Regions from separate parts of the Hordeum vulgare genome. Here region 1 is linked to region 2. The links are chromatin contacts, called in public Hi-C maps. All regions are on one chromosome and are shown on one strand. The core of a region is the stretch at or near the end of the contact, and the rest is flanking DNA. Distances in the headings are between cores, read along the strand shown.

What was found. A called contact is a pair of places that touch in the nucleus more often than the background predicts.
Region 1: a Hi-C map of leaf shows a contact between it and region 2, with 4 times the contacts expected there. The contact joins the promoter of LOC123445453 here to the enhancer-like site in region 2. A contact is called at or near these places in 3 of 6 Hi-C or Micro-C datasets (leaf and seedling).

The regions. Positions count from the first base shown.
Region 1 is chr3H:593,354,661-593,360,011 of MorexV3_pseudomolecules_assembly, forward strand. It overlaps LOC123445453 (hexokinase-3-like), which reads left to right and starts at 1,953. Exons shown (of 9, transcript XM_045122438.1): 1 at 1,953-2,492. The coding sequence starts at 2,221.
Region 2 is chr3H:592,983,011-592,987,927 of MorexV3_pseudomolecules_assembly, forward strand. No RefSeq gene overlaps it. Among protein-coding and RNA genes, the nearest start is that of LOC123445452, 26 kb to the left of the region's middle. Within about 2 kb of position 2,396, at least 2 of the 3 cell types and tissues checked have open chromatin away from gene starts, as enhancers often do. A contact at or near this core is called in leaf, where this site is marked.

The sequences.
Region 1 (5,351 bases), core at 703-3,202, 370 kb after region 2:
CATGTTGCAGCTCACACTTTTCTGTTGTTGTGTCATGTGCCATCATGTTGCTTTGTCGCGGTACATGGCTTGTTCGCACTACTAAGGATGTAATACCACCTCTAAGGCAAAGGCATTAATTTTTGAAGCCGAGACTTTTCTATCATTGTGTCATGTGTCGTCCAGGTTGCTTTGTCATGGTTCAGGACTTGCTGGCACTGCTAAGGATGTAACAACACCTCTTCGGAAGGGCATTAATTGTTGAAGCTGACACTTTTCTGTCGTTGTGTAATGTGTCGTCCATGTTTCTTTCTCGTGGTTCATGGCTTCCTGGCACTAGTAAGAATGTAACACCACCTTTTGGGAAGGCCATCAATTGCTGAAGCTGGCACTTTTCTATCGGTGTGTCATGTGCCGCCCAGGTTGCTTTGTCGCGGTTCATGGGTTCGTGGCAAGTCCAATAATTGTTGCAGATGACACTTTTCTATCGTTGTGTCATGTGTCGTCCAGGTTGCTTTGTCGCGGTTCATGGGTTGGTGGCAAGTCCAGTAATTGTTGCAACTGGCACTTTTTGCGTCGTTGTGTCATGTGCCGTCTAGGTTGCTTTGTCACGGTTCATGGGTTGGTAGCAGGTCGAGTAATTGTTGCAGCTGGCACTTTTTGTATCGTTGTGTCATGTGTCGTTCACATTGCTTTGTCGTGGTTAATGGCTTGCTCGCATTGTTGAGGATGCAACGTCATCGCCAAATGAGCGGTGTTGCTTTGTTGTCCTTTTATGATTGATTGTATTCTGGGTTGTCAATAGCTGGCGTGCGGTATTAAGTTATATGTTGTTTTGTCTAAAAAAGCAACGTTTTGCATAAGTTTTCAGTTTACAACTTTCTCATGAATAAGGTCATTGTATTATTTTGTAAAATGCAAAAACACCCTAACCTTTTGAGGTAGTTAAAATCAAGAGTATGATAAAATCAAGAGGAATTTCTCATTGATAAGGTCATTGTATTCTCCCCTATAGAATAATGATAACCATACGTGACATGATAATGATTTAGCCAGATAATTCCTTCATAGACGTCCTAGCTACTTCAATCTATATGGAACTGAAATATAGAAGAAATACTATATTTCATCATTTTTGGCATGCCAATGATTCAACTAGAACCGATGTCTTTGCATATATCCTAATACAACACACGTAGGCCCAAAATATAGGAGAAATGCTATATACACACATGGTTAAAAAAGGGAATATTAAATCTTTACCAAATGGTTGGCGTCTCCAAATGCCTATGTCGTCTTTTTAGGCACACCAATGTTACAATAACAATGCACCTGTTTTTGGCAACTGTTCAGGATTATCTCGAAGAATGGTAACCAATTTAGTAAAAGAAAAAATTACGATCGTGCCCAAACACTTTACCGGCCAAAATTGCGAAGCAAACCCAGCATCACAAATCTGTTATAGACGAGAACAATATATTTTAATTGACCGCTAGATGAAAATATGCAATGGGATGGCCTTAAATAAGGTAATCACATGAACATTTCGTCGTTTCACTGCTTTCATCCATTTTCCGTTATTTGCGGCACAAACAAATAAACAAAGCTTTTATTGAGTCATTTAAATTGTAGAAGAATTCCTGTACCCAAGAATTCAAAATGCATTCCCAAACAGAAAAGGAAAGAAAGAAGAACCGTGGGCACAAAATTTACAACCCACGCCATGAAAACCCTTTTCTCAAAAGAAAAAACCCCTGAAACCCGCGGCTTTGTTTTAAAACCCTCCACGGAAAGGAAGCCCAACGGACCGGCGGCAGGTCAAACCACCCGTCCAGCAGCCGGGGAAAAAGAAGATTTCGAAAAACTGGAAACCGGACCGGACCGTATTCGAATACGTCGGAATACGGAGGGGGTGACGGCAAGATGGCGCTCCCCAGCATAAATTAAAGCGGACGCAGGCCGCAGCCACGCTCTTGGCTTTCTCTCTCTCTCCCCTGATTTTCTGTCTCTCTCTTTTCTTTCCTTTCCTTTCCCCACTCCGGACCGGACCGGACCGGACTGCTCGCCGCCCGCCGCTCTGTTCCATCCTCCTCGCCATTCCCTCCGGCGCGCCGGGGGGCGGCGGTCGGTGGCCGGCCGGGCGAGGCGGGGCGGCTGGTGGGGGAGGGAGGGAGGGAGGGGAGGCGGGGAGAGGTTGGGGGGATGGTGGCGTGATCGGCGGCGGGCGGCGGGCGGCGGGAGATGGGGAGGGCGGGGTTCGGGGTGGCGGCGGGGTGCGCGGCGGCGACGTGCGCGATCGCAGCGGTGATGGTGGCGCGGCGGGCGGCGGCCAGGGCGCGGTGGCGGCGGGCGGTGGCGCTGCTGCGGGAGTTCGAGGAGGGCTGCGCCACGCCGGCCGCGCGCCTGCGCCAGGTCGTCGACGCCATGGTCGTCGAGATGCACGCCGGCCTCGCCTCCGACGGCGGCAGCAAGCTCAAGATGCTCCTCACCTTCGTCGACGCGCTCCCCAACGGGTACGGCCCCCAAGGTCCCCCCTTCCCCCTTACTCCCGCTCCGCCCGCCGCCGCCTGTCTTTTTCTCGCCGATTCCTCGCGCTGCTTTCCTCGGGTTTCTTCCTCCTCCCTCCCCCCCTGCTTTTATTTTCGTTTTTATTTTTAAATAACTCCGGCGATTCTTCGGCGGAGCGGAAAAAAGGAAACATGTAAAGCCTTTGGTTCTTGCCATCTTTATCTGTTTCTTTGAACGCTTTCTTTCTCCGGTGGTTGGATCATGCCCTCCAATCTCGCCTCGCTAATCCGCCTTTACGCACGCGAATGTGGTCACCCCCCACTTCGCCGAGGTTCTCGCCCCCTCCCCCGCCGTCCTTTTGCCGGGGCTCACGCTTTTCTTCTCGTCGGAGACGAGATGCTGCTGCGAGCACCACATCTCCGTCGAGTTCATATGCATTGGTTGGGTCTGCCAGCCAGCCATCCATCTTTTGGACTGAACGCTGCTGCTGCTGCTGCTGCTGCTAAGCTGGATGGGTTTCACATGTTTTGTCCTCCCCCCTTTTGCGAATCCTGCTCGGCGGCCATGTCTGGCCCTGTTGTGGAATGCCAAACGTATCCGGGTCGCAACCTCCCCGCCTTTCTCATGCCTTCATTCACCCCAACAGTAAACGCACCTGGGCCGTTACTTTTCCCCCCAATGTTTATTGTGTTCATAAAGAAAGAAATGCCCACTCTTTATTCGATTCCGCACAATGCCGCCCGCCATCTGAACTCCACAATGCTGCCACTTAAACTTCTTGGGACGGCAGAGAACCATACCCATCTGTGGCTTCTTCGTCTCTAGGGTCTGTATCTTCCAAGGATTTAGTTAGTTTTGATGCTATGCCGTGGCGTTGATGCTGCTGCTCTGGGGCGAAAATAATCAATATGCCAGATGCCAAGAATTAGACATGTGGGCGCTTATGCTGCTGCTGCTGCCTGGGGCATCCACTGTCGCCTGTTGCTTTGAGCTTGCATTCATGGCGGGGTTGTTGCCCGGACCACCATAAAGGGGCATCTTTAGTAGGAGTACATGAATCTACCAACACTTGTGTGTGGCCGGCATTGGCTTCCCAGGCCAGGTTGTATCCCACAATCGCAATGTGGCCGGTGACGCTCCCTGTCAGACGAGAATCATTGCTTGGGAGGCCGCCCATCTTGGTTGGGAGAATATCTCGTGTCGATTGTGTGTCGAATCACAGCCTTTTTGCTGTAGTTTTTCCCCCCTTCCTCCGTGTTCTACTGTAGAGGACGCAATGGAGCTGAAAGGCGGAAGGCTGTGCCTGTTCTGCGGTTCGTCTGATTCGACGCCAAGCATGGTGGCGCACCGAAGGCCGAAACAGAAACCGAGCTCCATCGTTCATTAAGCTGTTCACCAAACTTGTTCTTTGTCTTGGCGTAATTGCGATCGGTGGCTTATTGGATTGTTGCACTTGAAACAGCTTGGCCTGCTGGTAGAACCTATAACTCCGCAACAGACAGATCCACATTGGTTTTGGTTGGCCTTTTGTACTTTTGTTTCTGTCACTTATTTGGATTTTAGTTCTTTGATGTTTCTTGATCATTGCCAGTGTGGCCTCTTTCTTCGCTTGATGCAGTGTGCTATGAAATGTGAAGCAATATAGTATCAATTCATATTTGACCAAAATCATCTTTGAATTTTTATCTATAAAACTCCTTCGCAGGGAAACTTCTTTGTAGGTACTTCTTCGTTAGATGTAGTGGGCTATGACATGTGAAGTGACATAGTATTAATTAATGTTTGACCAAAATCATATTTTAAAATATATAAAACTCATTCACAGCGAAACTTTTTTACTTGGTATTTCTTCGGTAGATGTGGTGTGCTATGAATTGTGAAGCAATATAGTATTGACTAATGTTTGACCAAAAATCGTATTTGAAAATATATAAAGCTCCTTCATAGGGAAGCAATCTAAAACATCAACGTGGGACATCTATATAACTTTTTCTTTCTTTTACTATTCTTTAGTGACAATGTATCAGTTTGTTGACCTGTTTAAGCCTGTTCATGTTTTATGTAATTGCACATTGGACCACACAGCAAGTGGACACCTGGAATACCTCTTCATTGTGTATTAACCCCCACCCATCTCTCTGTAAACAGAATAACTATGGTACAATATTGGTTTGCAAATCTGGCATGTAAAAATTTGAGCACGTGTTATGACAGTGATGAGCCAACTATAGCATCTTGCCTAATAGTCTACTGTTACTGTGGTAATGTACACACAATTAGTCTGGGATAGTAACAGCCGACAGAGAGCGTGAGCAGTAAGCAGGTGTGCTGACAGCTAAGCTAACACATGATGCCAATGTGCAATATGCCAATATAGGTTGTTCATCTGCTATGAAGGTGTCTCTGTGTGCTTAAATGTTGGAATAATAGTTCATTCATGTTGGTTAATTCAGTTGCCAGAATGACCGCGCCATGGCGGCACTCCAGGCTGTTTTCTCTGCCATGGCAGCATAGACGGTAGGTTGTTTCAGTTAGCATTTTTTTTCTGTTTTCTGTTAAGTTCAGTAGTTGCACGAGAACACGATTTCGTTGTGTGTTCCTTTTCCGTGCGTTTAGCTAGCACTCGACGCGTCCCAGTTGCACAACCTTGTACGTGGGGTCGTGCAGCACAATCAGTCTGTTGAGTAAAGCACGCCAAGTTTGATTCTCTAATGAATAGAAGGAGAACAGAAATGCATCAGAGCTTGCGCTGCGCAAACAATTCTCTCTCTCTCTCTCTTTCTCTCTGGTGAGCTGAGAGCACGAGCGATCTTGAACAGTGAGGCACAATTGGGTACACCAGTGGCGATCACTCCAGTCTGTGC
Region 2 (4,917 bases), core at 1,146-3,645:
AAACCACAACCTTATTCCGGTTCAGCCTAAAAACCTATAAAATGTATTAAAATGTTGTTGTCAAAACATGATCTCAAAAAATTACATGTTGAGGACATGCTGTCAGAGAAAAACAAAGAAGATAAGGTGGGTTCAATAACCGAGTTGCCAGTATTGATGTTCATTGTCTACCACTCCATCGGATCGTGCGGCACTGTGAAAGGTGAGATGCTTGCAAGATCACCAAAGCCAGTTTCATCTATGTATTTCCTCTTGGTAGGATTGAGTTTCGTGTTGGCAATTTCACGCAAACGTTTTGCTGCGAACGTTGGCTAAATACATCATCAGACTCCATTGTTTCTTTGTCTAGCAGGTAGCTGCAAAAAAAGTACTGGGTACAACACAAAAAAGCAAAATACTAGTAGGTCAAACAAAAATAAATGACAAAGAAGTTTCTAAACAAACCTTAAATCATGCAACTACAATTAAAAACAATGTGATGGTCATTTGAATTCAGCTCAACCAAAAAAAGTTGAATAACTGCAAGCAACAAAAATACAGTAAGATAAAAATAATGTCTTAAACATCTGACTACCTTGCCTTCCATCTACAAAATGAAGATCTAACCCACATGGCAGCATGCAGGATACAACATGACTTGCCGGACCAAAATAATAGCATCTCGACTAGAAACACTAGCAACAATTGGGCACATAAATCATTATATCCAACAAACAAACCCTAGCTCAAACTCTACATCAATTGGGGACCATGAAGGGGTTGGCGGCTCAAGTGAACCCCAGTGCACAAAATCAAGCAAAAAACGTGTAGATTATCGATTTCCTACCGATCTACTCATCCAACGTAGAAACTAGCCATGAAATCATTTTTTCCCATATTCCACGAATTTTTTTCTGATTAAATTTCTAAATTACTTGAATGTTTTTAAAATATATGAACACTTTCTAAAATTTACATCATATTTAATGCGTGGGTATATTTCAAAGTACAAGAAAATAACATAAATCAACACTTACTAAATCAATATGAATAGCTAAAACAGCTATGCGGACACTTCTTTAGAGCATCTCCATCAGCCACGCTAAACAAGCGCCGCGCTGCAAAATTGATCGTTTTTGCGCGCGCTACCGCTCGGGGCACTACGGCGGAGGCTCAAAAACCGAGCGCGCGGCAAAACCAGTTCGGCGCGCGGACGAAAACGTCATCGCGCGTCGTTTATTTGTTGTGCCTGCTCCCGCGCGCTGCATACTCGAGCCCTTGCTCGCAACTCCACCTATCCATCGAGCCGCGGCGCCGCCGCCGCCCGTGCCACCCCATTTCTTCCGACGATTGTTCCGGCGCTTCCCCGGCCTATCCCTGTGCCGCCGCTGCTTCCTCCATCTCTCTCTAGTCACCGCCGCCCCTCGCGCGCGGCAGTCGTCTGACGAATAACACCCAGCCGCCCATTGCTCGGGATCAAAAGATGGCCCGTCTAGTCACCGCCGCCCCTCGCTCAAACATCATGTATGCTTGTGATATCATGCACAACATAATCATCGAGAATGAGCGTGGTCAATATTTAGACTACTCTCAGTATGAGTTTTTGGGACATCACGTACGAGTGCGGCGGGGGCTGAAAGGGTGGCCCGTTTTGTTGTCTCTTATCATGTCATTCGGTGTCCCGAAATGCGTGTCGATCTTCAGAAGGATCTCATCGAGAAATGGTGGGCATGGAATAACCGACAAAGAGCATCATCATTTGTGCATTTGATGTTGTATTGTTGAACTATTTGTTGTATTGAAAGATAAACTATTTGTTTGAGTTGTAATGAAATTGAACTATTTATGTTGATTTATTTAGTTTGTGTTTGATCTTTTTTGCTTGTGTTTTGAGCGCATATATTGTTTGAACGATAGCGCGCTGCATTTTAGCGCGTCTGCTGGAGCTAGGCGCGCGCGCCGCATTTTACAGCGGCCGCTGGAGCCGGCGCTGGCCGTCGCGCCAAAACGGACGAAGGGCGCGTCGCAAACTCATTTTTAGCGCGTCGCGCGTTGGGTGGCTGTTGGATATACTCTTAGTTACATGAAAACATATATAAAATATTTGCACACTTTTCCTTCTTACGTAAAGCATTTTTTGTCATGTCAAAATATTTTTTTAACATGTACGCATACAAGAAATTCAATATGAACATGTTTTTGATGTATATATGTAATGTGCAGATATTTTGGATCACATAAATATTTTTTCTTTACTATATTTTTAATTAGATTGAAATTTGTCGGAAAAAAGGTATCATGTTTTAGGCAAAAACAAATGTACCTCTATAGGCAGCACTATGAGCTACTGGTTACTTCATGGCCCAGCGTAAAGTCACCACCGTTAATTCTTTGGGCAGCGTGTCCAAAAACAAAAAATTCTTTCGGCAGTCTCGTCCGAGGGAGCGCAAGACTGGCCCGGCCCAGCTAACTGGAGGCCACATCCTCGTTTGCTTCTTTATGGAAAAAAAATGTGTATGACAAATTGTCAATCAAGTATTTAAAAAAATATTTATCATGCATATTTTTTTTAATAATATTATATATATGTATATATAAATTATTCGTCATATATACTCCCTCCGTTCCTAAATATAAGTCTTTAAAGAGGTTTCATTAGTGGACTGCATACGGATGTATATAGACATATTTTAGAGTGTAGATTCACTTATTTTGCTTCGTATGTAGACTCCTATTGAAATATCTTAAAAGATTTATATTTAGGAACGGAGGGAGTACAAAAGATGGGGAATTTGTATGATAAAAGTAGTCATCAAACTCAAATATTTAGGCAATATTATTCATTTATTAAAAAATGTTAAGAGTCTATGAAGTATTCCAATTGTATATTAAAATGTAGAATGTGTATTGAAAGTTTGCACATAAAAACATAAAATATGGAAAATGTTGATCATTTACAAAAAAATGTAATCATATATTTCAAAAACGTAAAATGGTCATCAAATAAATTTTTAATAAAATGTTAATAATGCGTTTAAAATGTTAAACAGGCATTAAAAATGTTTCTAATATATTAGAAAAATGGAAAATGTGTATGAAATATGTGGACTTGTGTTGAAGAATAAAAATAAGAAACAAAGAAATACTGGTTATATAGAAGAAAGAAACAAAAGAAACATCTTAGAAATGAAGCAAAATTGAAAACATGAAGCAAACAATGAAAACCCATGAGAAACGGAAGAAAAGTTAAGAAAAACAAAACCGAAGAAAAACTAAGAAAACTGATGAAAATTAAGAACAAATAAAAGACCAAAGAAAAATAAAGAAAATAGGAAAGGAAAGAAAAGAAAGGAAAAAACGAAATGTCTGTGAAAATTGCGAAATAAACTTAGACAACTGATAAAATACTGAAGTTATAACAATGAAAAAGAAGAACCAAATAGAGAAAGAAAAGAAAACTCGGATAAAGCCTACAGCAAGAGAATGTACAAAAATGGGCCGGCCCATATGCACACACCTTTAAGTAAGAACAGCTTTCATCCTCGACGCGAGTGAAGCTGTCGTCTTGCTATAAACGAAACATAGCTCTCGCGAATTCTTTCGCAGCCACCATTTATCGCATTAAACAAGTCCGTAGGGATGGCTCATGTCAAGGTAATCACTACGGTCGGCCCATCGATAAAACCAGGAAGAAAAGGGGCTCACCAAGGGAGCAAACCCTGGCCTTCAGGGGGATAACCAGTGCAGTTGAACATTCTGCCCATTTTGAGTTACTCGTTAGTAATAGGATTGCGACCTACTAGATGCGATTGGAGCAAATCTCCTCCCATTTTTCTTTTTTTATTTTATTTATTTCTTCTCTGATTTTTTCATTCTTCTCCTTTTTCTTCTCTGATTTTTTGTTTCATTTTTTTTCACTCTATAATCTTATACACTTGATAGAAATATTCAAATACTTGTTAAATATTTTTCAAATAATTGTTCAACATTTCAATATACATGTTCAACAGTTTTAAATACCTTTTCAATAACAATTCAAACAAGTTTTCATCATTTTTCTAGTACTTATTCTGTATTTTTCAAATGCTTATCCAATATTTCTATGTACATAATATTTTTGATAATATATCTATTTAAACTATTTTAAATTATAAAAAAAGTACGAAAATGAAAGTAAAAAAATCATTAAAAAGACATGAAAATGCGGCTGTGGCCTCGCATGCTCGTGGGCTAGCCCAGCTTGTTCACAGTTCAGCGAGTCCGAAGCCAGACGTGCTGAAGGCGAGACGTAGTCACGCCCGAATTCTTTGCGTCTGGGTTCTTTTATTCCGGGCCTAGTAAACCAACTGCAGGCCTACCCCTGTTAAGTGCTGTGGCATAGATATCCGAATGTCGAGGCTGGTTAAAACGTTTCTTCCTTCCTTCATCCAGATTACAGCCTTCCCCACCCAGCAAAATAAAAAAAGATTACAACTTTCCCCTAAAAAATCCAGCTTGCAACCTTTATTTACATCCTTGCCATCAAAAAAGAGCTCGAGATACAAGGCTGCACGGCACACTCCCTCCGTCCAAAAATACTTGTCATAAAAATGAATGTATCTACATGTATTTTATTTTTAAATACATATAATTTTATATATCTGTATAACAAGTGATCTGGACGAAGAGAGTAATTGAATAGTTTACATATAAAAATAACAACCGGAATACTATACCTACTCGCAAAGAAAAAGTCTTAAAACATCAAAGAAAATACCCACACCTACACTCTCCTCAGAGACGTCCGAACTCGAGTAATGCGATATGTATAAACAATTACTTAAGCTTTTTACAAGCAATTGGATGGGAAGGATTATCAAGAAAAAAAATTATGTATAGGATTATGATTGGTAATATTGGATGGAGTGACCCACACAGTTGAATTCAGGGTTAGAGAAT